Linked DNA regions of Mus musculus: regions 1, 3, 4, 5, 6 and 7 are each linked to region 2. Evidence: chromatin contacts called from public ChIA-PET, Hi-C, HiChIP or PLAC-seq and promoter capture Hi-C data. All regions are on one chromosome and are shown on one strand. The core of a region is the stretch at or near the end of the contact, and the rest is flanking DNA. Distances in the headings are between cores, read along the strand shown.

The links. Promoter capture Hi-C pulls out the DNA fragments that hold promoters and counts their contacts. A called contact is a pair of places that touch in the nucleus more often than the background predicts. ChIA-PET counts read pairs in DNA pulled down with a chosen protein or histone mark. HiChIP or PLAC-seq counts read pairs in DNA pulled down with a chosen protein or histone mark.
Region 1: an H3K27ac HiChIP or PLAC-seq map of microglia shows a contact between it and region 2, with 8 times the contacts expected there. The contact joins the enhancer-like site here to the promoter of Mcm6 in region 2. A contact is called at or near these places in 5 of 39 promoter capture datasets (the C10 cell line, HPC-7-derived erythroid cells, liver and 2 more), 1 of 15 datasets of contacts at CTCF or cohesin (large pre-B cells), 3 of 484 Hi-C or Micro-C datasets (the HPC-7 cell line, bone marrow-derived macrophages and myeloid progenitors), 9 of 115 datasets of contacts at active chromatin or transcription factors (the SCID.adh cell line, acute myeloid leukemia, bone marrow-derived macrophages and 5 more) and 2 of 9 other capture datasets (adipose tissue and macrophages).
Region 3: an RNA polymerase II ChIA-PET map of effector CD8 T cells shows a contact between it and region 2, with 27 read pairs. The contact joins the enhancer-like site here to the promoter of Mcm6 in region 2. A contact is called at or near these places in 4 of 39 promoter capture datasets (the C10 cell line, neural stem cells, neutrophils and 1 more), 1 of 15 datasets of contacts at CTCF or cohesin (CD8 T cells), 1 of 484 Hi-C or Micro-C datasets (bone marrow-derived macrophages), 10 of 115 datasets of contacts at active chromatin or transcription factors (the 230-238 cell line, CD8 T cells, bone marrow-derived macrophages and 6 more) and 1 of 9 other capture datasets (adipose tissue).
Region 4: a contact with region 2 is called in a Hi-C map of the Ba/F3 cell line, with 4 times the contacts expected there. The contact joins the enhancer-like site here to the promoter of Mcm6 in region 2. A contact is called at or near these places in 2 of 39 promoter capture datasets (the C10 cell line and trophoblast stem cells), 1 of 15 datasets of contacts at CTCF or cohesin (large pre-B cells), 8 of 484 Hi-C or Micro-C datasets (the BV-2 cell line, the Ba/F3 cell line, the G1E-ER4 cell line and 3 more), 7 of 115 datasets of contacts at active chromatin or transcription factors (the SCID.adh cell line, acute myeloid leukemia, astrocytes and 3 more) and 1 of 9 other capture datasets (macrophages).
Region 5: a promoter capture Hi-C map of cranial neural crest shows a contact between it and region 2. The contact joins the enhancer-like site here to the promoter of Mcm6 in region 2. A contact is called at or near these places in 11 of 39 promoter capture datasets (the C10 cell line, the HPC-7 cell line, cranial neural crest and 8 more), 1 of 15 datasets of contacts at CTCF or cohesin (the NIH/3T3 cell line), 3 of 484 Hi-C or Micro-C datasets (adipose-derived mesenchymal stem cells, bone marrow-derived macrophages and hematopoietic progenitor cells), 15 of 115 datasets of contacts at active chromatin or transcription factors (the 230-238 cell line, CD8 T cells, the HPC-7 cell line and 11 more) and 3 of 9 other capture datasets (adipose tissue, liver and macrophages).
Region 6: a promoter capture Hi-C map of liver shows a contact between it and region 2, with 6 times the contacts expected there. The contact joins the enhancer-like site here to the promoter of Mcm6 in region 2. A contact is called at or near these places in 7 of 39 promoter capture datasets (the C10 cell line, the HPC-7 cell line, cranial neural crest and 3 more), 1 of 484 Hi-C or Micro-C datasets (bone marrow-derived macrophages), 12 of 115 datasets of contacts at active chromatin or transcription factors (the 230-238 cell line, the SCID.adh cell line, astrocytes and 8 more) and 4 of 9 other capture datasets (adipose tissue, embryonic stem cells, liver and 1 more).
Region 7: a Hi-C map of B cells shows a contact between it and region 2, with 24 read pairs. The contact joins the enhancer-like site here to the promoter of Mcm6 in region 2. A contact is called at or near these places in 12 of 39 promoter capture datasets (the C10 cell line, the HPC-7 cell line, frontonasal cranial neural crest and 7 more), 1 of 15 datasets of contacts at CTCF or cohesin (CD8 T cells), 2 of 484 Hi-C or Micro-C datasets (B cells and bone marrow-derived macrophages), 9 of 115 datasets of contacts at active chromatin or transcription factors (CD8 T cells, the SCID.adh cell line, Th17 cells and 6 more) and 2 of 9 other capture datasets (macrophages and pancreatic islet).

What each region holds. Positions count from the first base shown.
Region 1 is chr1:128,719,811-128,723,686 of GRCm38.p6, reverse strand. No RefSeq gene overlaps it. Among named protein-coding and RNA genes, the nearest start is that of Cxcr4, 130 kb to the right of the region's middle. Within about 2 kb of position 1,421, at least 47 of the 459 cell types and tissues checked have an H3K27ac peak or open chromatin away from gene starts, as enhancers often do. A contact at or near this core is called in the SCID.adh cell line, acute myeloid leukemia, adipose tissue and 2 more, where this site is marked.
Region 2 is chr1:128,357,730-128,361,600 of GRCm38.p6, reverse strand. Mcm6 (minichromosome maintenance complex component 6) reads left to right here and starts at 1,896. Exons shown (of 17, transcript NM_008567.2): 1 at 1,896-2,142. The coding sequence starts at 2,036.
Region 3 is chr1:128,785,653-128,789,323 of GRCm38.p6, reverse strand. No RefSeq gene overlaps it. Among named protein-coding and RNA genes, the nearest start is that of Gm23056, 99 kb to the left of the region's middle. Within about 2 kb of position 1,838, at least 101 of the 459 cell types and tissues checked have an H3K27ac peak or open chromatin away from gene starts, as enhancers often do. A contact at or near this core is called in CD8 T cells, effector CD8 T cells, regulatory T cell precursor and 1 more, where this site is marked.
Region 4 is chr1:128,745,130-128,748,710 of GRCm38.p6, reverse strand. No RefSeq gene overlaps it. Among named protein-coding and RNA genes, the nearest start is that of Gm23056, 140 kb to the left of the region's middle. Within about 2 kb of position 1,325, at least 37 of the 459 cell types and tissues checked have an H3K27ac peak or open chromatin away from gene starts, as enhancers often do. A contact at or near this core is called in the BV-2 cell line, the Ba/F3 cell line, the G1E-ER4 cell line and 4 more, where this site is marked.
Region 5 is chr1:128,802,345-128,805,951 of GRCm38.p6, reverse strand. No RefSeq gene overlaps it. Among named protein-coding and RNA genes, the nearest start is that of Gm23056, 82 kb to the left of the region's middle. Within about 2 kb of position 2,326, at least 37 of the 459 cell types and tissues checked have an H3K27ac peak or open chromatin away from gene starts, as enhancers often do.
Region 6 is chr1:128,852,640-128,856,268 of GRCm38.p6, reverse strand. No RefSeq gene overlaps it. Among named protein-coding and RNA genes, the nearest start is that of Gm23056, 32 kb to the left of the region's middle. Within about 2 kb of position 1,303, at least 9 of the 459 cell types and tissues checked have an H3K27ac peak or open chromatin away from gene starts, as enhancers often do.
Region 7 is chr1:128,765,769-128,769,297 of GRCm38.p6, reverse strand. No RefSeq gene overlaps it. Among named protein-coding and RNA genes, the nearest start is that of Gm23056, 120 kb to the left of the region's middle. Within about 2 kb of position 2,142, at least 69 of the 459 cell types and tissues checked have an H3K27ac peak or open chromatin away from gene starts, as enhancers often do. A contact at or near this core is called in B cells, CD8 T cells, the SCID.adh cell line and 4 more, where this site is marked.

The sequences.
Region 1 (3,876 bases), core at 172-2,671, 360 kb before region 2:
CGGACATGAAGACTCAAGTATGAATCTCCAGCACCTATGTTAAAATCTCGCATGTAACACCAGCGTGGGGAGTGGGGAGACCCAGGGCTTGCTGGTTGACAGGTTAGGTACAGTTATAGTTGAATGTGAGGTTCTATCTCAGATAAAGCAGGACACCCAGTGGCCTCCAGATGCACACAGATGCATACACACATGCACAGACAAACTCAAAATACCAAAAGAAAGTGCAGACGCAGGAGTCTTGTCTCTGAGATTCTGCAATAGTTGGTTGGCGGCATACCAGAGATTCTTCCCCTATCCTTTAAAGCTCCTGGGGACCCTACACGCAGCAAACCCCTGTAATCACTGATCTGTAGTGTGAATCTGTAGGCAAGGACCAGGTAAGGCAAGAGCTTTGAACTAGTCAAGCATACACTCTGGCAGTTGCTGTCCCACCTCCGCCCTCATGTTCTAGCCTGAGATCATACTGAGTGAGTGGCAGCTGCAACCCCATTCACTCAGGCCCAATTCTGGTGTCTTTGCATTAAAAAAAAAACAAAAAAAAAACAAAAACAAAAAACCCTAGATTAAAAGATGTTCAGATAGAGCTGTACGAATTGTAACCCTTATCCTGGCATCTACTGTGATGTTTTTGTTGCTTCTTCAAATCTTTTACCATTTTTTTTTCTCCTAAAAGAAGGGAACTTAGGGAGTTGTGAAGATGGCTCAGTGGGTAAAGTGCTTGCTGCTAAAGCATTAGGCCCAGAGTTCAATCCCTCAGAATCCAGTTAAAAATAGCCAAGCACTACAGCCCACATTTATAGTTCCAGCACTGGAAAGGGAGAGAACCTCTGGGTCCCACCAGCCAGCCTAGCCAAGAGAGGAAGGAATCTGAAAGTTTAGTGATAGACCCTATGTCAAGATCTAAGCTGGAGATGATTGACGAAGACAGTTGATATCACCTTTAGCTTCTTCACCATATGTGCATGCACCATCAGACACACACACACAAACAAACACCACACACACACGGGGGGTGGGGGGAGAGAGAGAGAGAGAGAGAGAGAGAGAGAGAGAGAGAGAGAGAGAGAGAAATAGAAGAAAATCTTGAAAGTGGTGTGATCCTGCTTACTACAAAATAGAGATATTAGTCCCAAGATTAAAAGATACTAGTTCTCATTTATATCCATTTTTTGTTTGTTTTTGTTTTTGTTTTTTTCTGGTTGCTAGCGAGGCCCTGAGCTTGGCTACATGTTAATGGACACAAAGAATCTGAGGAAGTTGTTTTGGCACAGAGACAAGAGTGGAGTCTGACATGTGATATCTGCTTCTAGGAGGCTTTTCAAAAGTCCTAGGAGAAAGAGAACTTTGGAAGGTCCCCATGAGTCACTGGCTCAGATTTTGCCTTTCTGTTAGCCTGGCCTTACAGATCCCAGGGTTCTATCACCAGGCCTTTGTAGCACATGCCCTCGTTTAGGGAAGTAAGGTCTGGGAAAGCAACAGTCCTGGGCTGTTTACCGTACTTCAACAGAATTTTACCCTGAGAGTCTGGCTTCCTCCTCTCTGCAGGCTTATCCTGGCAAGTCCCCTTACATGCCAGCCTTTCCAAAGAGGAACACCAGAGAGCAGGTTCCAAGCTCAGCTTCCTCTATTTTCCCTGGGTCCTCCAACAAGGCTGGCCAGGGGCCCTGATTCTCACAGTTCCAACATGCACTGTGGTGGGAAGCTCAAGGCTGGGGTTGCAGAAATGGCACTCAAGACTTAAAGCCACCTGGAGACTTGGTTTCTCTCAAAGTGAGCATTCTCTTCTCCTGAGTCCCACTAGTGGAGAATTCAGTACACACACATCTCAACTAAGGCAGGTGTGGACACAAAGTCACAGAAGAAATACTGGAACCAAAGGTTGACCAGATGTTCCTATGGGCGTGCTTGAAAATGCTTGACTATGCATCTCTAGATAGCGTCAGTCTTCTAAGACCAAAGTGAGTCTAAAGAGATCAGGAAGATAAAAAGGGGGTATAGTGGGAAGTGTCTAGGGGGAGTGGGGAGGAAATTGGAATATATATATATATATATATATATATATATATATATGTTTTGATATATTGCTATAATTGTATATTTTACATATTAATATGACACATTAATATATTGATATTAATATATTTGTCAAAAAGTAAAAGATTTAAAGTGAATCTGTTAAATCATTCTCTTACATTTAAAATGTTAAAGGATCAAGTAGTTCAGTCACACCAATAGAGAAAAATAATATGCTACATTTCTGCACATATATGTATACATATTCATGTGTGTACATGTGTAAGGAAGGATTCGCATGTGCCTATGTGTACATGTGTGCATGTAGACACCAGTGGTCAATAGCAGAATGTCTTCCTCAGTTACTCTCTACCTTATTTTTGATACAAGGCCTGTCACTGAACCTGAAACTCACCAGTTGGCTAGGCTGGCTGATCAGTGAGCTCGCAGAAGCCTTCTGCATCCACTCCTTGGTGTTGGGATTAAAGATGCATGCTGCCATGCCTGCCTTTCTGTGGATGCCTGAAGTGTACTTGCATCCTCATGGTTGTACACTAAGCTCCTTACCCACCAATATAGATATATTCCCAACCCCCATTCATTTTCATACATTCAAAATTTGTAATTATGACATACTTCAATCATAACAACAGAAAATAATATACTATATTTCTGTAAGTCCATCACCAAGATTTTGCTAAAACAGCTTCAAATTCTCCCTTTTCTCTCCCTTCCCTCCTCCTCCCCCTCTGTCTCTCTCCTTTCTACCCCTTACCCTCTTTCTCCAATCCTCCTTCCATATGCCCTTTCAAAGAAGTAAAATGTCCACATGCAAGTAAAGTTTCACGTCTTTTTTAAAACTTGTGTGTGTGTATGTGTTTCTGTGAGTCTATGTGTCATTGTGTGTGTTTTCAGCTATATAATCATCATTTTTCTGTGCTTGTGCTATTAGTTGGTGTGCATGTGCAATACACATATGTAATACACAAGTGCTTTACTGTGGAAACAGAGGATTCTGGGAAGTCAGTTCTCTCATGCCACCTTATGGGACCTGGAATTGAACTCAGGTCATCAGGTCTGCACATTAGCACCTCTATCTGCTGGGCCATCTTGCCATGCCTCTACTGCTTTTTCCAATGCAAGTTTTAAACTTACTTTCCCACTGGAGTACACAGAAGAAAAATCCACATATGAATGAGGCACCATGTGCTATTTTAGTATAGGTATGTATGATAACATCTATGCCAGGTTAAGCATAGTTATCTCCCCAAACACCATTTCTTTAAGGTAAAAAGATTGAGAATACATCCATCATTTTGAAACATACAGACATTACTTACTGATGCTTGTAGTCATTGGCCTGAGCGACAGCTTCAGATTTGTTTTGCTTCCTCCTAACTGTAACTTATTATTACTGGCCAACTGCTCCCCCTCGCCATCTCCCAACCAGTGCTGGATGGTCTACCCTTTCTCCTTCCTCAGAGGTTACTATTCAATCTGTTGTTTTCACACATAGTTTTAATTTTTAATAAATATGAACCTTCTGATAAGAACGTGAATTGTACCTGCATACGTATACACATATATGTTCCGCACAGTTAGCCTTTGGCATCTTGCTTTAGTTTGTCAGTGTCTAAAATTTACACAGCTGTATAGAAAGTTAATCCAGGGCACGTATCAACTTCTGTCTATTCTGTCCTATTACATATTCCATGAACCACAACCCTGGGCTGCACAATGATCATTCTTTTGTACTTGAGCTGTTTGTATATGTGCATATGTAATACACATATGGACGGTGCATGTGAACATGCAAGGACATATCTGTACACCTATATAATATAGTCTCCAGGCTAAATA
Region 2 (3,871 bases), core at 647-3,146:
CTGACTCAGAAAAACAGTTTTCATTTATTTATTTATTTATTTATTTATTTATTTATTTATTTATTTATCTATTTAAGGCAGGGTCTCACTTTGTAGCACTAGCTAGCTGGTCTGGAGCTTTTAAGGAAAAAAAATGTAACAAAACACACACCACACACTCACACTATCAACTAAACCTGGGCATCTGGGCACACTTGTGAAGGGTTTTCTTGGTTGGATTCTGTGACGTGAGAAGATTTACCTTAAATCTGCATCTTTTGTAATCAGAAGACCCACACCCTAAAAGCCCCGGAGTGGTTTTTGGAAGGCAAGGGCAGCTGGATCTCTTGACTTCAAGGCCAGCCTGGTCTACAAATCAGGTTCCAGGAAGCCAGGATTACTACACATAGAAATACTGGCGCACGCCTTTAATCCCAGCACTCGGGAGGCAGAGGCAGGCAGATTTCTGAGTTCGAGGACAGCCAGGGCTACACAGAGAAACCCTGTCTCGAAAAAAACAAAAAAACAAAAAAAAAAAGAAAAAAAGAAAAAGAAAAGAAATACTCTCTCTAAAAATAAAAAGGCCCATCCAATATCTGGGCCACACCTGGTGACAGCATACCTAAAATGACACAGAAGGAAGCCTTTTGTGCGTTTGCCTGCCTGTCCTCACTCTCACTGGCAAGTCCATCTATCATCCTGCTGCTGAGGCAGCAATTAATGTATTAGAACCTGTTTCTTCAGGACTCCCAACATTTAATGAAAACCTGCTAAGACATCCAGCCTTGTGGGCTGAACCACCATCTGCTTGGCGTTTTTATTGGAAGACAGCCACTGTTGAGCTAGCCAGACAACAGCCTGTATGCTAAACTTAGTAAATCCTGTGTGTGTGTCTTTATCAGTTTTGTTTCTCTAGAAAGCCCCAGGATTCTCACTCAGTGAAGGCTACATTTGGAGTTGGCAAAGGAGGGAGGGATTTGAGGCTTCAAGTCTTCAACACCTTCAATTGCAGATCTCTATAGTATATTTCCTAATAGATTATAAAAGTATTAATTTTATATACTCTGCCTGGCATTAAATTTTTAACATCCAGTAAGCCTCGAAAAAGTGACTTATTTATTCTGGTCCAGGTTTACTGTGTCCTGGAAGCCCAGGATAAAAGTGCTGGTGGTGAAACAAGTTATCAGCACTAAGCTATCAAAGTCGAGGAGGGACTGGCAATGTGGATCATTTACTAGCAAGGTAGTCCTTGTTCTACACTCAGAAGGCTTTAGGTTCAGTCCCAGCACCACGTGAACCCAGAATTCAAGGCCAGCCTGGGCTATGTGAGACCCTCTCAGTTTAAAAAAGAAAAGAAAGTCAAATGGTATGCAGATTGTCAGAATATATCTATCTCTGTCTTTTTAAGTGTATGTGTATGCACATGTGTTCTTAGAAGTCAGAAGAGGGTATCAAAGTCGCTAAGCTGGAGTTAAAGGTGGTGACTGTCTCATGTAGCTGCTAAGAAACAAGCTTGGGTCCGCTGCGGAATGAGTTACTCTCTAAGCCTTTGCTCCTGTCCTCCACCTGACTTTTAAGGGGCTCTCTCCTGTAGTTTGGTTTGCTCATACCTTACTTCCTCCAGATGCACAATTCACAGTAGGTTTAACCCTGAGTGACCAAAAACAAAACAAAAAAACCCAAAAAAGTCTATACATAAACTCTGGGGGTAAAGGGAGAGAGGGAGGGGTTAGCTCCTCAAGCCAAAACAACCAGAGGGTGGGTGCGACTACATTGCGCATGGGCAAAAGCTTCATGGCGTATGCTTTTGGCGCGAAAAGTGCGTGCGGTGGGCGGGGCTCTGTACGGAACCGCCATTGATTGGACGGGTTTGGCGCGAAGTAGCTCAGCTCCTACCCTGTTATTGGCTGAGGTGAGAGGGCGGGGCTAGCCGGAGGCGCGCGCGAAGTGGCAGCGCGGAAGGAGCTACGCGTGGAACCTGCGGCCGGGCTATCTGCAGCTGCGGACTCTCCTCCGCGGTGGTCTTCCCTCAGCAGCGCGTACTCTCGGCGCCGCCATGGACCTCGCAGCGGCCGCGGAGCCCGGCGCCGGAAGCCAGCACCCGGAGGTGCGCGACGAGGTGGCCGAGAAATGCCAGAAGCTGTTCCTAGACTTCCTGGAAGAGTGAGTGGCCTCCGGGGGCTCGCGGGCCGGGCGGAGACCGGGGCCATGTGTGCTCCGGAAGGGATGGGCCCCGGCCCGGCGGGAATCCGAAGCCTCCTCGACTCCTTTCTTCACCGCAGCGCTCCCTTGTGTCATACTGTGCTGCTTTTTCATTACGTTTCTAAAACAGGGTTTCGAACTCGCTGTGTAGCCAAAGATGATTTTGAACTTGTAATCCTCCAGCCTCCGCTTAGCTTGTGCTGGAATGACAGATGTGCACCGCCATGACTAGTTGGGGCGATGCTGGGAATGAATCCCAGCAGGACTCACGTCGCAACCCAGTGAGGCCAGAGTTTGGTTTTTTGGGAGGTGGGGGGGGGGGGGGGGGGCGTTACCTCTTGAGTAGGGTTGGGCACACAGCCCAGAACCAGGAGCTTGCAATGCAAGCAAACCTGGGCCAGCTCGTTCTAACAGGAATCTATGGCTTGATGACTGTTCAGTGAAATGAGTTCTGCCCTATATAATGAAAGAATTGTTCTAGACATCTAGCTGCCTCCTTCCCATCCCTCCCTCCGCTTCTAGCACCTAGCAGCAACCACATACCAGTGTGCTCCTTACTCTTCCGCCTCCAATAGTAAACAATTCTTTTCTTTTTCTTTTTAAAGATTATGTCAGTATATAACAAAAACTTAAGAGTTTTGACCTTTTGGGAGTGTACAACAAGCATCTTGAGGTGCATTCAACTTGTACAATGATCCCTGTTTGAAACTCTTCCAACTCTACCTACTAAATAGTTAGAGCCTCTCTAACTCTCCTAGCCTCCTGACACCTGCCACACTTCTAACATTGAACTGGATCACTATAGGTGCCTCCGATAAGTGTGTGTGGCTAATTTTGCTAGACATGCAGCTTATTGTAATCAAGGGTTTGCCTTTTAAGGCAGAATAAAATGACATGGCACGCGTATACTGGTTACCACATATTGCTGATCTAGTCGTCCTTTTGGCTCTACAGCTATCTTTTGAAGTTCTGCTATACTTAAAACTGTAAGCAGGCCAGTGTTGGGCACAAGCCAGCGGTAGACGGATCCTATGAGTTCAAGGCCAGCCTGGTCTACAAAGTGAGTTCCAGGACAGAGCTCAGGGCTACATAGAAAGTCTGGTGCTGAAAAACAAAACAAACAAAAATAACCCTCTGGAATTTAAATTCTATGTTCCAACCTTTGTAATGTTTTTGGCAGTCGGTACAGCTGCTTGTCCTTCAAAACCCAAGTCTCCTTTTGATTAAAGTCTGTGTAAACCAGCAGTTCTCAACATGTAGATCAGGATCCCTTGGGGCACATACCAGATCCATATGCACAGTATGGTCCATAACAGCAAAATTAGTTATGAAGTAGCAATGAGATGGTTTTATGGTTGGGGTCATCACACATGAGGAACTGTATTAAAGGGTCTCAGCGTTAAGGTCGAGAACCACTACTTTAGACCATTCAGGCAACAAGCAGTAGCTACTTCTTTGCCTGTGATCCCAGCAGGCCTGCTATTTTCCAGATGCCAAGGGCCTTTTCTTGGTAGCTAAGAGCTGGAGCTAAGCATAAACAGGACTTAGTTTTTAAAATAATCAACTTCCATTCACAGAGCAGCTTTGCTTTTGCTTGCAGAAGAGTCTAAATATTTCTTTTTTGTTTGTTTTTATTTTGAGACAGGGTTTCTTTGTGTAGCCCCTTCAACTCAGACATGTGCTTAACTCT
Region 3 (3,671 bases), core at 589-3,088, 430 kb before region 2:
GTACTGGCTGTCCAAGCTTGCAGACTTGAGTCTGATGTCCAGCACGTACATTAAAAGTCACACTTAGTGGTGCACCCTTATAGTCCTAGGACTGAGGAGGAAGAGAAAGGTAGACTCCTGAGGTTTGCTGGACAGACAGACATACCAGCCAAATCAGAGAGTTTCAGGTTAAAAAGTGAGCAAACTGGCTGGAGAGTTGGCTCAGTCGGTTAAGAACACTCGCTACTCTTGCAGAGGACCAGGGTTTGATTCCCAGCATCCATGCGGCAGCTCACAACCATCTGTAACTCCAGTCTGAGGAAATCCAATCCAACCCACACGCACAAGATTAAAATAAATCAATTCAAAGTATACCTTGTTTTTTTTTTAAATGTCAGACACCTTGTCTCAAAATCCAAGTTGGTCAATGCTTGAGGAATGACAGCCAAGGTGTTCTCTCTCTTTCTCTCTCTCTCTCTCTCTCTCATACAATTTTGGAGATATGATGAAATATGAGAAAGTAATGTCTGTGGATAAAAACCAAGCAAACAAGAGAAAAATACAATCATTTGTATAGCTAGCCTCTTCACCCAATGCCTCCTGCAGCCCATACTTTGTGTGCATTTGTGTGCATGTAGGTACATGTGTTGTGTTTATGTGCCTATAGGTATGTGCGTGTTTGTGTGTGTCGGTACATGTGTGTTTATGTACAAGCAGGTAACCTGTATGCCCATGTGTCTTATACATTATTTTTTACCTGGGAATTCCTTTTCTCTCCCCTCTTGTTCCCTTCCATATCCCTGGGATCCTGAGAGCTACAACTATAGAGCTACAGCTGCGGCTGAACAAGTTTCCTCACAGAGAGCCATCTAGAGGCATCAAAAGATCACTACCTCAACAACCGGCAAACGGTATCAAGGCCGGTGTACTGCTCCAGCAATGGCCAGATTGTTACACTGCTGCATCAGCCTGCAGGTTAATTGCTCCTGTGACAAAGACAGAGAGCCAACTGTCACCTACTACATTGAAGCGCTTAGGCCAGACTCTGTTGTGCTCCATAACCATTCTCATATTCTTCTGAAGCTTCCAAGAGACCAGAAAAGACGGAGCCTAAAAGAAGAGCAATAGCTTCACATTAGCCACCCATCTAGAAGGCTGCTCTTCGTTCTTATCCTCCACTCCCTCCCGCCCTGAGGCAGCCATCGGCCACTTCAGTAGCCTTGAAGGCATCCAGGGATGAACCAAACACTCTTTGTCTTTTTGTCATCTGATAGATCCGTGTCCCTTAGTTTCTGGTTTCTATTTGTGCAAAACCAAAAATTAAATTTCTGGTTTCGATCTGGCTCCTGGTTTCTGAAAGGATCTGGCCAAGGCTTTTGTTCATTAGTTTTTTTTTTTTTTTATTTCAAGCACATTTAGAGTCTCTGAAGTCGCCTGAAATAATTACCAGCCCACTGATTCTAATACACAGTTCATCATATTCTAACATTGACTGCCCAGGTGCAAATCTATATTCCCTTCAGACTTAAGAGCAAATTTCCCCTGAGTAATGCCTGCCCTGCTATTTTATCCTAGCTAATATTGATCTTCCTACTCTCCTCTGTAGCCCCTTGCAGTGTGCCAATAATTTTGTTATAGAAACCTTTTATTAATGGACTCTCGTGGCTTAATTTTGTTTAGGTAACTTTAGAAAAAAAAGACAAAAGAGCAACAGTTGGGGGAAAAAAGTGTTATTTGCTCCAAAAGTTAGGCCACCTGTGAAGTGGCTTGTAGGAGTTGAGGTGACAGTGTGAGTAGGCAGTGCTGTTATAAACAAAAGTTCTACCAGCTGTCACAGTGAGTCACCCGGAACAGGAGGATGTCCCACTAAGCTGCAGATTTTGATTATACCCTGAGCCGGGGTGGCACCAAGCCCAGAGTGACTGACACATCTAGACCTAAGCCAACCAGACACCTCGTGGGCTGACTGTGCCGGTGATGCCGAGACACCCAAACTGAGAAAGCCCAAGATGTACGTGGAGAAACTGTGGGTTGACATGTCCGACATGTTTGACGTGAGAAGGACTGTTTTGCCTCAAGACCAGCCTCTACCCAAAGCGATTAAATCAGTCTCTGAGACAGGAGCTAGTTTTTCCCAGGCCGACTGAGTTCTCTGAGAGACTGTTTCTTCAGAGTGAAAGTAATGACAGGAAAGACCAGACCCACAATCCCAGGGGCCTGACCACAGATGAAGCTGCCACCAAAACTCCCCAAGAGGAGGTCAGCGGCTGGACCCAGGGCAGAAGCCTTGCAGAGCTCACACCTGCTCAGACCTGGGCTTTCCAACCGCACTGGTTGGGCCTCTGTTGCCACAGACGCAGGTTACATCACACTCTGGTTGTTGTCAGGAGAAGTGACTGCACGCTGAGCGGAGGGAGCCATCTTCAAGTCTGCTTTTTATCCTGACATTGTAGATCTATCCTAGCTAGCTCTGAGATTAGAGAACAGAAGATAATTAAATCTACCATATGTTCTCTCTAAACACCTACCGTGTTAGCCTGGGATCATACCAGAAACTCTTTCAACCGAGGAAAGTTTAATATTAAGGTTGTTAAAGACAAATCATTCCTGCAAATAGGTAGGTGTTTGTATAGGTGGGTAAGATGATTGGTTAGATGGATTAGATGGATAGATGGTTGGCTGATGGTTGGCAGATGGTTGAATAGGTGGTTATGTGGGTGGATGAAGGATGGATGGATGGATGGATGGATGGATGGATGGATGGATGGATGGATGGATGGATAAAAGTTGGTTGTAGGGTGGATGGATGAATGATATAGGTAAGATGGATGAATGGATATGTATATTGGGTAGGTAAATATATAATGGGTATATATTATATATATGGATTAGTGCTTTATGTGGCAGATAAAAAAGGATAGAAAGGTAGATTAAGAGATGGAAAATGGAGGACTGAAAAGGAATCAGGCATAAATTCCAGAAAATGTAGAAGAAGAAATTAAGTAGCTATTTGCCTTGAATGCACAAAGATCCCTGCACTTAAAACAGAGGGGTGGATGTTGGGGACAGGATGCATATTGTTAATAGTAGGAGAAAACAAATCTGAGAATGTGAGATATCACCACACAGAAGATGGTTTAGAGAGAAGAGAGCAAACAGTATTGTGGTGCTGGTGGGGAATGGCAGAGAGAAGAAAATCTTGGGAAAGGCAAAAGAGCATTGCTTATCTTGGTAACTTTGGCAAAGTGTCTTTGATAGTCAAAACCTTGAGGCAGGCACAGTCTTACATCATCATATGACATCATTTCATGTAGCCATTTGTCCATACACTCTACTGATTCCTTCCCTTCACCAACTCATAGAATGTGTGCCAAAGGAACCTGAGAGGTGCTTTTTGGTTTAGAAGTGTTTACTATTGTGTCCATGTATAGACAAAACTAAGACCTGGCTTTCCTCAAGGGTTGTACAGGGTGAAAGCCTTTTACCCCCCCCCCCCACACACACAGCTGGAAGAGCTACATTCAATGAACTTATAAATAGCCTTTGACACCACTGGCACATAGAACTTGTCTTTTCCTGCCCCTCCTTCAAGTCTTTCACTGAACCCAGCAATGCTCTACTAAAGATCAGGAAAAGGAAACATATTTCAAGCCTCCTACCATTGTGCTATTTGTTGACAGTAGAAAATTTAG
Region 4 (3,581 bases), core at 76-2,575, 390 kb before region 2:
AGCCTGAGGACTGGACCATCAAAATACAGAAGGAAGGGATGCAACCCGACACACACTGTTGAAAGCAATAGGCTAGAAGTCCGTGTAATGAGATGCATCAACGCTGGTGAGCACAAAACTCTGGGTTCCACTCCCAGCAATGTATAGTTAGGTGTGGTGGGGGCGTGCCTGTAATCCCAGCACCCAGAAGGTGGAGAAGGGAGGATCAGTTCAAGAGCATCCTTGGCTACAGAGTGGATTCAAGGCCAGCCTAGGCTACATGAAACCCTGTGGTGAAGTCAAAAGAAAAAGACAAGTCCCAAGGAGATGAAAAGGTCCTTACCTCCTGTGACGGCCTATGCAGAGGGCAACACAGGAGCCAGCACTGGCTCACTGCTGGCTAATCAGCCCAGAGAGGAAACCACGTGTCCTGAACATGAAGCTCCTGCCCTATGGAAAGTCATGGCTGCTGAGTTTTAGTGGGGAAGTGGCTTTGAAGTTCCATTCTCCCGAAGGCAGGTCTGCAGAGCCACCTGGAGAAGGCTGGGTGGAGGTCTGGAACCAGAAACCCTCTGAAGGGACACACTTGGTGTTGGTATCAGGACCTCTGAAACCTGTAACATCACATAGGCAACAGCACAACCTGCATACTTGTTGCCAAGGTAACAGACACGATATTCCCATAATCCACTCGGCTCACCTCCCACCTTTACCTGTGGCTAGGTCACTATCCATATATAAAAGGAAGGCCCCTCTGATCGACCTCTCCCTCCCCCTCCCCCACCTTCTCTTTCACCTTGCCCTTCTCTCTCTTTCTCTCTCTCAATAAACCTCACGTGGATCTGTTTGGCCTGGGGTGGTCTTTCTGGAGCTGCGCTGCGATCACAACACTTGGCCCAACAGTGCAGATATGGGCAAAGTCATAGGCACCAGAAGGTTGAATCTTTGTGGATATCCGCCTCCCATGTGCTGGCTGAGCACTGTGCCATCAGGGAGAGCCTCAGGACTCACTCACAGTCTCACCTGGAGGATTATTCACAAGGATTTGGCTAGAGTCTGTGACTTGGAAGTGTCTCCATTTGTCACGTGATGCAGACGCACATGGTGTTTTGCTGAGGCAAGACCCATGGGAGGACACGCGATGTTTGGGCAGAGTATAAATAGGACTCCATGGACAGTGATGGCACGCTTGCATAGCTCGGTTTGCAACACTTCCTTCTTCTCTTCCACTCTTCGTCTTTGCTGATCTCCATGCAGTTGAAAGATGCATGGCAGAGAACTCCGGGCATCCTGGCTGGTCCTGGTCGCTGTTCATGCTGATTTGGCAGAGGCCTGGCAGTTTCTGCAAGATCACGCCACCACTGCTGGTTCGTGTTTGCTACCCTGTCACTACTGAACTAGACTGCTGTATCCTGACAAACAGAGATTAAAATCACCCCCAAGGAACTACTTCTAAACAGGTCCACATCCCCTTGTGCTGTTTACCATCTTTTCTCTCCTACCTTTGAGATAGTGGGCTAGAACAGGGAGGGGGATGTCTAAGCGTTTGAGAACACTTATTAAAAGAAAATCTAAGCCTACAGATCAGCTTCCCAGTTGTTTCCTTCTAGGGAGAAAATGCTATGAGCTGCTCAGACTTACAACTTGTTCCTCTCAGGAACATGGGGAAGGGGCTTATATGAACCTGGGACTTCACCATCCCTGAACTGCATCCTGCCAAGAAGATGAAATTAACTGATCAGCCAGGGCCACGTCTCCAAGCCTGGCTCTGTAGCTCTGGCAAGACCTTTCCAAACTGCAGAAATGGAGACTGAGGGAATGGTAGGGTTTGTTTTTTATAAAAAGGGGAACAGATTGAAAGCAAGTAAGACACACAGTGGTGAGATGACTCAGCAGTTAAGAGTGCCCTCCAAGCCCCCTACAGCAAAGAAAAGCAAGAGAGGAGGCTGGAAAGTGTGCCTGTGGATTGGGGTATGAGGAAGTCCTGGCAAGAATCAGTTAAGTATTCTTGCAAAAGATCTAGATTTAGTTCCCAGCGTCCACACTAGCAGCTTACAACCACCTGTAACTCCTGCTCCAAGGAATCTAAACGCCCCCTTCTGGCCTTTGTTGGCCCTGCAGTCACACATGCTGTGAGAAAGAGAGAGAGAGAGAGAGAGAGAGAGAGAGAGAGAGAGAGAGAGAGAGAGAGAGAGAGAGAGAGAGAGAGAGAGAGAGAGAGAGAGAGAGAGAGAGAGAGAGAGAATGAGAGAGAGAGAGAATGAGAGAGGAACGGAGGGAGGGACGGAGGGACGGAGGGACGGAGGGAGGGAGGGAAATTAAAGCAAAAACATCACCACAATGCCCTTCATCTGGCGCTAGAGGGAAAGAATGGTTTTGTATGTTTTAAAATTGAGTCAATAATATTTTCTCTGGGCCCTAGAGTGACACTAAGAGAAACCAAAGCATCAAGTGTGAGACCTTCAGAGAAAGCTCAGTACAGCAATTGCCTTGAACACATTAGACCTGAGTTTGATCCTCAGAAACCACATTTTAAAAACTCCCTATGTGGTGGTGAGTGGTAACCTCAGCACTGGGGAGGAGGGCTCAGGTGGATCCCTGGCCAGTCAGCTGAGCCAGATCAACCAGTCCAGGCCAATGAGAGACCCTGTCTCAAAACAAGCCAGGTAGAGGCACCTGAGGACTAGCACCTGATGCTGCCATGCATACAATACCTCCGTGTGCATATTCACACAGTGAGAACAGGTCACACCAGCCAGCTTAAGGTCTTCTGAGGATGACAGACAGTGCGTGCAGTCATGAGGCAAAATATGACTATTGATATTATTATGCTGATAAGGGACAGTGTGTATGTGTGTGTGAGAGAGAGGGGGGGGGCGGAGAGGCAGAGGCAGAGGCAGAGACAGAAAGACAGAGAAAAATATAAAATCCTTTATGGACAAGAAGCCCTTCCACAGCCAAGTTCAAAGCAAGAAAGGAAGCTAGAAAGCATATCTATGGAATTAAGATATAAGAAAGTAACCAGAGAGTGACAAACGGAAACAGGCCAGGGAAGAATGCGCAAACAGTGGCCATGCAAGAGCAAGAGATGGGAGCAGATTTGCTTGTCCAAGAAGCAAAGAGTAAAAGTTGCTGGAAGCCTAGTGAGCTAGCTTTACCTCGACTTGATACAAACTCTAATCATCTGAGAGAAAGGAACCTCACTTGACAAAATACCTCCATAAACTGGGCCTTAGGCAAGTCTGTAGAGCATTTTCTTAACTGGTGATTGATGGGGTAGGGCCCAATTCATTATGGCTGGTGGTCCTGAGTCTTATAAGAAAACAGGCTGAGCAAGCCAAGGGGAGCAAGCCACTAAGCAGCAGCAGCAGCAGCTTCTACCCTGACTTCCTTCACTGATGGACTACAATGTAGAAGTGTAAGCCAAATAAACCCTTTCCTTCCCAACTTGTTCTCTGTCATGGTGTTTCATCACAGCAATAGAAACCCTAACTAGGATACCTACTTAAAGTCAAATTTCAGATAAACATCAAATACTTTTATAGCATAAACATGTCTCAGATATTGCATATTTTTGTGGAACATTTTAGAACATAGTTTAT
Region 5 (3,607 bases), core at 1,077-3,576, 440 kb before region 2:
GTACAAGGCAGGCAGCAGCTGCCCAGTGGTGGTAAGTACTCTGAAGAAGAAGGCAGTGAGAAAGGAAGGCACATGCATGGGCCTCACAGGCATATAGAGAGTGGTGTCTTAGACAGCTGTCAAAAGAGATTATTCAGGGCTGCGAGGAGGTGGATCAGTCAGTAAGGTGCCTGCTTCCCAGCGCAAGGAGCTGTGTTCTACCCTGAGAAGCTACCTAAAAGCTGGCAGTGATGGTGTGCATACCTGTAATCTGAGCACCGGGGAGGCTGGCACAGGCAGATCCCTTGGGCTCGCTGGCCAGCCTACCTACTCCACTCAGTAAACTTAAGGAGAATGAGAGACTCTGTCTCAAAAATAAAAAGAAACAAATAAAACCAAGGCACCTGAGAACAATACCTAAGGGTGGCCTCTAACCTTCACACACACACACACACACACACACACACACACACACACACACACGAGTGAGAGACAGACAGACAGACAGAGACAGAGACAGAGACAGAGACAGAGACAGAGACAGAGATTTGCCTGCTCCAATTTTGTTCCTCTAGCCCAGCTCCCCAGGGTCTGTATTTGCCTTTCTAGCCAATCATCTCAGATCTGGGGTTTTGATTGGTGAAAAGGCCCATGGGGATAACCCTCATGCCATCTGCATCTCCTCTCCCCATGTCCAGTGGCCAAACAGATCACCAAATTTTTTTCCTTCTGAGTCTACACACAGCATTGATTTTCCTTAGTTCAACATTCCAGGAAGCCCCCATTTTTTTGTATGCCAGATGAAACCTGTTTCCCACTTTCAATTTTGCCCGCCTTCATCCCTGTTTTTGCTTGTTTAAATGCATTTCGAATTCACTGGGTTAATCATTGTACGTTATGTTGTTGTCTCTAATGTATCCTTTTCCCTCTTTATGTTCTGTCTCCTTTGTCCTAAAAATAATAACAACCAACAAGGAAAGCTTAATTAAGAAAGCCATAAACTGAACCTTTTAAAGTGCACAGTTTAAGGGCTTTTGAGGCTATTCATGAAGTTGGACGACCCTCACTGCTCTTTCCAGAATAGTTTCATGACTCTCCCAGGTAAATCGAATTCACTGTAGATCACCCCCTCCCCCAACCCAGTTCCTCCTCCTTTCTCCTCCGCACCTGGCTACCACTAACCTACTTTCTCCACATTTGCCTGCTTGGGATAATGTGGAAATAGAATTGTACCAATGAAACATTTTGCTATGTCTCGTAAGTTCAAATTGCTCTCTCTCTCTCTCTCTCTCTCTCTCTCTCTCTCTCTCTCTCTGTGTGTGTGTGTGTGTGTGTGTGTGTGTGTGTGTTCATGCACGCGCGCACTCATGCATGTGTGCAGGTAAGCACAGTCTTGAAAGTCAAAGGTCAATATCTGATCAGCTGTGCTCCTCAGGGTTTTTTTTTTTAATATTTTATTTTATTTTATTTTATTTTATTTTATTTTATTTTATTTTATTTTTGAGACAGGGTCTTTCACTGAGCCTGGAGATTGGCCATTCTGCTAGAATGGCTGGCTAGCACACCCTAAAGATGCCCCAGTCTCTGCCTTTCCACTGCTCAAGCACTAAGGTTACAAGCATTTGCCACCACCAGCTTTTGTCCCCATGGTATTCTAGAGATGGAATTCCAGTCCTTGGGTGTTCATAGCAAACACTGTAGTACTTACTGGTCCAGCTCCCTAGCTCCTCTTTCTGATTAAAAGAAACTGTAGTGTAGCTGTGACCTGTGCCATAGGTCCTAGACACTGTCCCTGCGCCCCAGGCAACCCCCCAAGTCACTCCCCACTTCCCTGGAGACTCCAGATCTCTCAGCCACTACAGGGGGCTGCTTCAGATGTCTGACACCTTTTCCTGGGTGGTAGGAACCCCTACAGTGCCCTGAGAGCCAGATCCAGAGGAGAGTCTACCTTCTGCATGTGCCAAGCCAGTTCTATTCCCTGGGGTCCTTCCTAAGAATGGCACAGACCCAGGCGTGAGATCCAGCCTGTCCTCAGTGCCGCCCACCCTCTGAGGCCTGCGGCTTTCATCCATGGCCAGGCATGTCTGCCTGGCTTCTTTCTCATTGAAAGCTGTTTTCTCCAGAGGGCTTCCTTGTGCTAAGAGGCTGGCCACCACCAGGCCGGTCTCCCAGCGGGCTGGGCTGGGTAAACATGGCCCTGTTCACAGTCTCTTCCCCTTTGCCATTCCAATGTTCCTCACCCGGGTGGCTTGGAGCCCTGCTTGGACATCAGGCGCAGAACACAGACAGCCCGAGCTTGTGCCTCTGTGGCTTTGCCTGGCTCCTCCTCCCTGTTCAGTTCCCAGAAAAATCCTTCTGCTCCCTGAGTGGGTCCAGCTGGAGGGGTGAGAAAGGAAGACTGTCTGTCAGACCCTCCAAAGGGACTTGCTGGAGCGAGGGGTGGGGAGCCAGCCTTTGAGGAGAGGACCACACAACTGGGCTTAGGGGAATTCACATCTTCTGCATGTCATTAAGTGGTGATGAAGGGGGTGGAGGATAAAAGCTAAAGCCCTGGGCTGGGAGGCTGAGAGGCTGGGAGGGTGGGAGTCAAACCCTTGGGATGAGAGAGAGGCTGAGAGACTGGGAGGCTGAGAGACTGGGAGGCTGAGAGACTGGGAGACTGGGAGACTGAGAGGCTGGGAGACTGGAAAAATTGCAGGATTGGTCCAGGACCAATCAAGTGGGAGAGGGACTGGATAGCCCCTCCTCTGAGTCCTGCCTGTCTGACATCCCTGCTCTGAGTCAGGACTCCCAGAAAGCATCCCACTGATAAGGCATTCATTCATATCTGACTTCCCTAAGCCTGAGATATACTCACTGCCATGCTAGATGCTGTCAATGTAGAAATGAGCCAGGCAGTGTGGCTCTCAAGGAGCTTGTGGTCCAAAGGGGACTAGGAAAAGCACTAGGAAAAGGGGGTGGGGGGAGAATTCTACCAGGAGTGGGTAGTAGAGAGATTTCAGTTGTTTGGGGATGGGGACAAAGGGAAAGAGGCAGACATAGATAGATAGATAGATAGATAGATAGATAGATAGATAGATAGATAGATAGATAGATATACAGACAGAGAGAGAAAGAGAGACAGAGACAGAGAGATAGAGGAAAAAGAGATGAGATAAAGATGGAGAGATGGAAAGAGAGAACAAGATATAGAAAGAGACATGGACCAAGATATTGGGATAAAGAGGTAAAAAGAGGAAAAGTTAGGGAGGGAGACAGAGACAGGAAGAGAAGGGAAGAAAGAGGGAGACAGGAAGAGCTGGAAAGAGGGAAGTAGAGAGATACATAAAGACAGATGGATGGAGATGGGAACAGAGAGAACTAGAAAGAAGGTGGTGGAAGGGGCAGAGTGATGGGGGGAGGCATTATGGGAGGAGAGAGAGGCTTCTACTTCAGGTCCTGCCTCCAGGTTCCTGCCTTCAGTTCCCACCTTGCCTTCTCTCAGTGATGGACCAACACTTGGAAGTGTAAGGTTAAATAAACTCTATCCCTAAGTTGCTTTGGTCATGGCATTTATCACAGCAGTAGAAGCCCTAAATAAGGCAGACAGGGAGATTGAGAGAGATAAAGACAGACAGACAGACACCCC
Region 6 (3,629 bases), core at 54-2,553, 500 kb before region 2:
CATCTTTCATGACAACACATCTATTAATTTCTCTAGAGCACAAAGCCTGACAGCTGAGTTTGCACATTATCTAAGACATTTTATAGCCTCAGAAAGCAAAACTGTCTGAAGACTGTGGTTGTCTTAGGAATTCAAACATGAGACAGCTATGAGGAGCCCACAACCTAATCTATTTTTCCCTTGAGCATTTGGAAAATGCTCACAGATTGTGGACAGAAAATGAAATGAAAGATTGCTTGATGGAACAAATGGATTCCCTAAACTGTTGTAAAGAAACAGGTCTTGAAGCCACATAAGTGGTAAATGGCTACCAACAACTTAAATAACTGAGTCTCACTCCCTACCCTTAGCATATTTGACTGTCCTAGCTAGCATTAACTGTCAGCTTGGCACAGCCGAGAATCATCAATGAAGAACTGGTTGGATGAAATTGGCCTGTCTTCATTGTTAATTGATAGAAAATAGCCCTGCTCACTATGGCCAGCTGGTGGTCCTGAGCTGTATGAGAAAGCCCACTGAGTAGTCAATCCAGACAGTAAGCCAGTGATGTTCCTGCCTCGTGTTTCTGTGTTAAGCTCCCGACCTGATTTTCCTCGATGATGAATTGTAGACTGTAAGTATAAGCCAAATCGGCCTTTTCCTCACAAAGCTGCTTTTGGCTAGAGTGTATTATCACAGCAACAGAAGAAAGACTAAGACACCAATGAGCCTGTGTGCCCCAGAAGGTTACTGTGGAGAGAACAAGCTAATGAGCCACTTTATGCAAAGCACTCAGAGTTCTCAACAGGACGCTGAGCAAAGCACTCTTGATCCACAGCAGATCTCCATGTGAGTTGTAAGAAGAGTTTTCTGAAAAAGAACTGTGTTATCAGTCACACCTCTGTCTGAGGTTCTGCTATCACCGGCTCATCCGCTGTCAGCTGCGGGACCCTGAGCAAGTCACAGTTTAAACTCTGGGTCTCCTTTTCTTTAAAAATCAAAAGATAGAAGTCCCGGAGCATTGTTAAGCCTGACCAGAGTCCCTGAGGTCTACTGGAAGGCTCTGAAATTTTCAGTCCCAAATAAAGACAGAAGAGGACAGGCTGTGGGTAGGTTCTCAAACAGGAGATTCTCTTGAGCTTTGCTAAGAGATGCAGGGACCCGGAGTCGCCGACTTCTGTAAGACTGAAGAGTCTGGCCTTTCAAAGATCCCATGGCTGAGTGCAATGACCCCAGGAATATCCTTGTGATTCCTTTGTCCTGGGCAGCGGTTAAGATCAATAGACCAACTGGGAACAGCTAACCCTGCACGTGTGAGAGCCTTTCCTTCCTGCTGAATCTGTCCTGTGACTAAATCTAGTGGAAGACTTCCTCTGGCCTCCCCTCAGTTGGTCTATGGAGGAGCAGGCAAGCCTTGTCTCACCCGGGCCTTTGATTTGACCTCCCACTGATTCCTCTTTGGAGAGTTCACCTTGAGTATAACTGGGTGAGGTAAATGTTATGAGTAAGATTTTCAAGAATGTGCGAAATGAATGCAGCCCACGAACTCTCATCCCTGCGCCTCGTCACGGCTCTGCCCATGACAGCCTAACCACTGGTGTGGACTACAGCACTGAAAACGGCTTGTTTACCTCCTTCCTAATTCTAAAAGAGTAACTGCAACTTGCTTTTCCACTTCTCACCCTGGAGGTTAGAAACGGAGACAGCCTCTTTATAGAAAATATAAGGTAAAAATGCAAAAAAAAAGAGTTCAAACCAATTATCTTACCACTGAGGATAACAGCTATGGTGTTGCTGTATATGGTTTAGTCCTTTTTTTATAGCCTGGTTGACATAATTTGGGTGATATATATTATTAAGGACATGATATCTTAAATGAATAATATAGTCACTGGCTTAATTTTAATTAGATTATTAAATTTAATTTAAAAATTAAGTAATTTTTGATGATTATATAAATGCTCAATCCTGAGGACACTATGATTTTTTTATTACTTTTGCAGCCAATAACATTTTACAGAAATGTCTGAACCAAACATTAAAATACTCACCTCAGATAAATTCCCAGATTTTGAAATTACAAAGCCAAATGGTGTGAACACACATAGAGCCAAGCTGTCTTCAGGGAAACTTTGACCAACTAAGCCTTCTTTGCTGACCCCAAATTTTCACTTTCACTCTCTATAGCAGACAGTGAAGCACTTCCCAGATGAGCTATGGTGTCTGGGGCTGGAAGGAAGGTGGTACCCTCTAAGAAGGTAATATCCACAAGATGAATCCATGTGTCAGGAGAGGCAGATCTGGAATTCAACCAGGTTGGAGGAGCTAATGGCTTATGCCTTTTAGTTACCTACCTCCTTTGATGGGTTTCTGATACCTACTGTCTAGAAAGGCACCTAAGGGGGCTTTCTCGCATCCTAGCGACCAGATCTTTTCCAACACTAAATCACTGCGTCTCTGATGTCAGTTAAGTATTTGGCAGCTTGATTTAATTCTAACACTACATCCCATTAGCCCAGACTCCCACAGGTAGAAGGCTTAGTCCTAAAATAGGACCTCACTTCAGATGCCAGTCACAAGTCCAACCTGAGCTCCAGAAAACCCACCTGTAAATTTCAGGGTTCCATTAAGAGCTTCTCGGGTTCAGAAATTCCCTAGAGTACTTTGCAGAACTTGAGAAATCACTTTATTTACCAGCATGCAGTGAATAATACAATTCAGGAACGGCCAGATGGAAACAACACAGGGGGTGAAGTCAGCAGAGAAAGTGGGCCCAGAGTGCTGAGCCTTGTCTGAACATGTCCCCCTCCCACAGCTCCACATTCACCAACCGGAAGCTCCTCCAGCCTCAACCCTTAGGAATTTTAATGGAGGTTTCATCTTGTTGGCACAATCGATGCAGTTATTGTCCAGCAGTGATTGAAATCAGTCACCAGCCCTTCCGCTCGACTCGAGACTCGAGCCCCGGGCTACCTTGCCAGCAGAGTCTTGCCCAACACCCGCAAGGGCCCACACGGGACTCCCCACGGGACCCTAAGACCTCTGGTGAGTGGACCACAGTGCCTGCCCCAATCCAATCGCGCGGAACTTGAGACTGCGGTACATAGGGAAGCAGGCTACCCGGGCCTGATCTGGGGCACAAGTCCCTTCCGCTCGACTCGAGACTCGAGCCCCGGGCTACCTTGCCAGCAGAGTCTTGCCCAACACCCGCAAGGGCCCACACGGGACTCCCCACGGGACCCTAAGACCTCTGGTGAGTGGATCACAGTGCCTGCCCCAATCCAATCGCGCGGAACTTGAGACTGCGGTACATAGGGAAGCAGGCTACCCGGGCCTGATCTGGGGCACAAGTCCCTTCCGCTCGACTCGAGACTCGAGCCCCGGGCTACCTTGATAGCAGAGTCTTGCCCAACACCCGCAAGGGCCCACACGGGACTCCCCACGGGACCCTAAGACCTCTGGTGAGTGGAACACAGCGCCGACCCCAATCCAATCGCGTGGAACTTGAGACTGCGGTACATAGGGAAGCAGGCTACCCGGGCTTGATCTGGGGCACAAACCCCTTCCACTCCACTCGAGCCCCGGCTACCTTGCCAGCTGAGTCGCCTGACACCCGCAAGGGCCCACACAGGATTCCACACGTGATCCTA
Region 7 (3,529 bases), core at 893-3,392, 410 kb before region 2:
TTTGTAATTGTCTTATGAGAAATCAGCATACAAGCCTTCATGTGATCCTTCTGAGAACACCCACTATGCTATTGTTAATAAGTCCTACCAACTGGCCCAAGACATTTTAACACTGGTTAACATTGCTTAGAAATCCAAGTCTCACCCGTTTTTTCTTCCATGGTGTAGCCATGGCAAGTTGCCCATGATAGTGTAAGTGACCACTCACTGATACTCCTCCAGGCGACCTCTCACCTGTGTTCTCATAAGGATCTCTTCACCTGGACCCCTGTACGTAACCTCTCACCGGTGCTCCTGTGAGAAAGCCCTCACCCAGGATCTTATAAGCAATCTTAATCCAACTCATTGACTCACAGAAAACAGAGGTGAAAATAAAGAGGGGACAAGTTAGTAAATAAAGAAAGCAGCAGTGGGTAGGGGGAGATAGGAGAGAGCAACAGGGCAAACACAACCAAAGTATACGCTTTACAGAAATGGCATAATGAAACCATTATTATAGATCATTAACGCATGCTCTTTAAAAAGCTTGTTTAAAAGATCAAAGCGCCTGGTCTCTAGTTCTGCTTTAAACTGTCTGGTCTGAGAGGGACAACTGAGTTGGCTGTTTATTCTCATAAATCATCCACTTTTCCAGATCACTCCTTGTGATTCCTGAGTCATAACCAGTGGGGAACAGACTCACTCATAAACAGATTATGAAAATTCAACAGTTTAAAATCTAACAGGCCAGCCTACAGACTTGTCACAGATGAATGATACTCTGGGGTCATAAAACCATAACGGGCACACGGCGAAGATGACACCCTGCCGATCTGACTCCTTCCCTCCTTGGAAAGATGGCGATGTTTCCTCTGGGACCCACGGAAAACGCCATGCATGGTATGGAGTGTACCTGCTATCCCCAGCACTGGGAAGTAGAGACAGCAGGATCCCTGGGGCTAGCCAGGCAGCCTCCATACTCAAGGAGCTCCAGGTTCAGGGAGAGACAGTGTCTCAAACAAACAAGGTGCTTCATCCATGAGGAGCAATTGAGGTTGTCTTCTGACTTCCACATTCATGCGTAAATGTGCATGTACAGGCATGCCCACACAAACACGCACCAAGGAGATAAAAGACTGTACTCTGCTTTGACTAGATGTTGCAATACCTGCTCAAGCCATCCACGGCTCAGTCATGACTGAGAATGGACTCCAGGTTACAGAGTGAAACTTTCCTTTCATTCGGAAGGATTGTACAGCTGTAAATGTAACTTTCATTCGCCTGATGTAATTGTCATCTCTGTGGCTTAATGCCCGGTAAACCCTCACTTTCTAGTTCTTTCTGAACTCTAGCTGGCTGGTTCAACTAGCTGTTCTAGACCAAATTCCTCTCCAAACTGACTGATTCAATCTGGCTTCAATCTCAGCTTCTGACTGAGTTGCTCTGCTCTGCTTGGCCTCAAACTAACTTTGGTAATCTGCTCTCGTCTTCTAGCTCATTCTGTCTTCACCTGTGTCTCGCTGTTCTCTCTGAAACCTGTCTCTGTAAAACTGTCCTGGTTAAAAACTGCTTCTGAACTCCATGGACTGAAAGGCCAACAAATGAACTGCCATGAACTTGACTTCACTCCACTGGCTCTCAATAGACTGAAGTGACTGCTGCTCTCTCTGCACTGTTCTTAAGCCGCCTCTCATTTCTGCCTGCTCTTGCGAGAATTGGGCACATCCTATCTCTGACTCATTCTGCCAAACCTTTCTCTGATTTGTCACTTTGACCATCCCCTAATTAAACATCACTTTTGACCATGGCTGCTTCCTTCTACAAACTAACCTTACTTCATTGTTAGGGATTAAAGGTGAGTACTAAGGGTGTATCTATATTCCAGATCATATTATAATCCAGGGAATGCCTGCATTCCAGCCAGATCATATAGACCTTGGATGTTTTTGGATGTGATTCCTTACCAGAGCGACCATGTTGCTGGTTTAAAATTGCTCTACACACAGCCATCTTAGGGGCCGTGCTAAAGGGTAGTAGTCACTTTCACAAATGAAACTGCTAAGGGAAAACAAAGCTACCATCAGATGACATAGCACATCTCCATGCATAGTCGGTGGATGGAGTGGTATTGTTTCGTTACCCTTCTGGCTGCTTTTACACCAGCCTGCTTCCTGTCTGAGTCTTCTATGCAAAACCTGACCTTAAATTGGGCTGGCTAGTGCCAACTTAAAGCTTTGAGGTTTTCTCGAGTATTGAATACCACTTTTGAAAGGCTAGAAAAAAAAGAAAACAGGATGTATCTATCTGAGGTTCACGGGTACTTGAAACCTATGTTGTGAGGTCTTCTGCGGGGGCTAGCCACCTGATACAAGATTCTCCACGTGTGACCTTTCTTAAACACAGAGTCAAACGTGTGACTTCCCTACAGTCTAGCCTCATCGTTAAACAGATATCCCAGCTTCAAGCCTGTGCTCTTCATCTTGATAGACCATCCAAACCTCTGCCGCCCAGGGACTGTGTTTATGAAGCCATCTGCCTAGGCTCTCCAAGTCATGGCTCTGAGCCTAGCTGCTCGCAGTCCACTCTACACACAAAGGAAAGCAACTCTTCCCCCCCCCCCTTCCTTTTCTCTTTCTCCCTCCCTTCCTTGTTTGCTTTGGGGTGTGTATATGTGTACACACAAGCATGCAGAGGCCAAAAGTTGAAATCAGGTGTCTACCTCAATAACTCTCCACCTTAAAAAAAACAAAAAACAAAACACAAAACAAAACAAAACAACAACAACAACAAAAAAAACCAGGGCACTTTGTTGAACTCGGAGCTGCTGGTTTGATTTGGATAGACTGACTGGCCACAGGCTCCTCCTTGCTCCAGCTCCACAGTGCTGAGATTACAGGCACGTATCATTACCTCTAGCTTTTTTGTTTAAACACGAGTGTTGGCATAGAGAGCCCAGCTCCTCGTGTTTGCCTGGGTAGCCCTTTATTGACTGAACCCACTCCTCCCCTTCTTTTATACTGAAGTTCATGACACCAGCAAGGGTCAGTACCTTCTTTGGAATACAGGGACTCATTGATCAATGAAAAATAAAGAGACATTTATCTTCTCACATCCAGTTTTTAAAGCTATAATCTTCCTTTATTCCATGGTATTAATTGCAGAAATCGTTCAGAAAAACCAGTTCATCCGACTGATATTGCCACTGAACTTCTGATCTGTATTTTAGAAGCTTCTGGACCCTCTTTTGATCCCCCCTTACAGAAGTTTGGAAGCAAGTGTTGTATACAGTTTTCAGGAACATATGTCAAAGATATCATATTTTATATGTCAGAGAGGAAGGCTATGAAGCCATGCAGGAGGGAGGGAAGAAGACGTGGGGATCTCCTGGCTCTAGGCTTGGACTGTCTGGGCAAGTACTTTCAGTGCCCTCCTGGTGAAACCCAGCTGCCCACACAGAGTCAGAACAGATTTGACAAAGGTTAACCAACCATCTTGGGGGAACTTCTGTGGCCACTAACAGTTATCTGAAAACATGGGCCTGAGGTTTGTC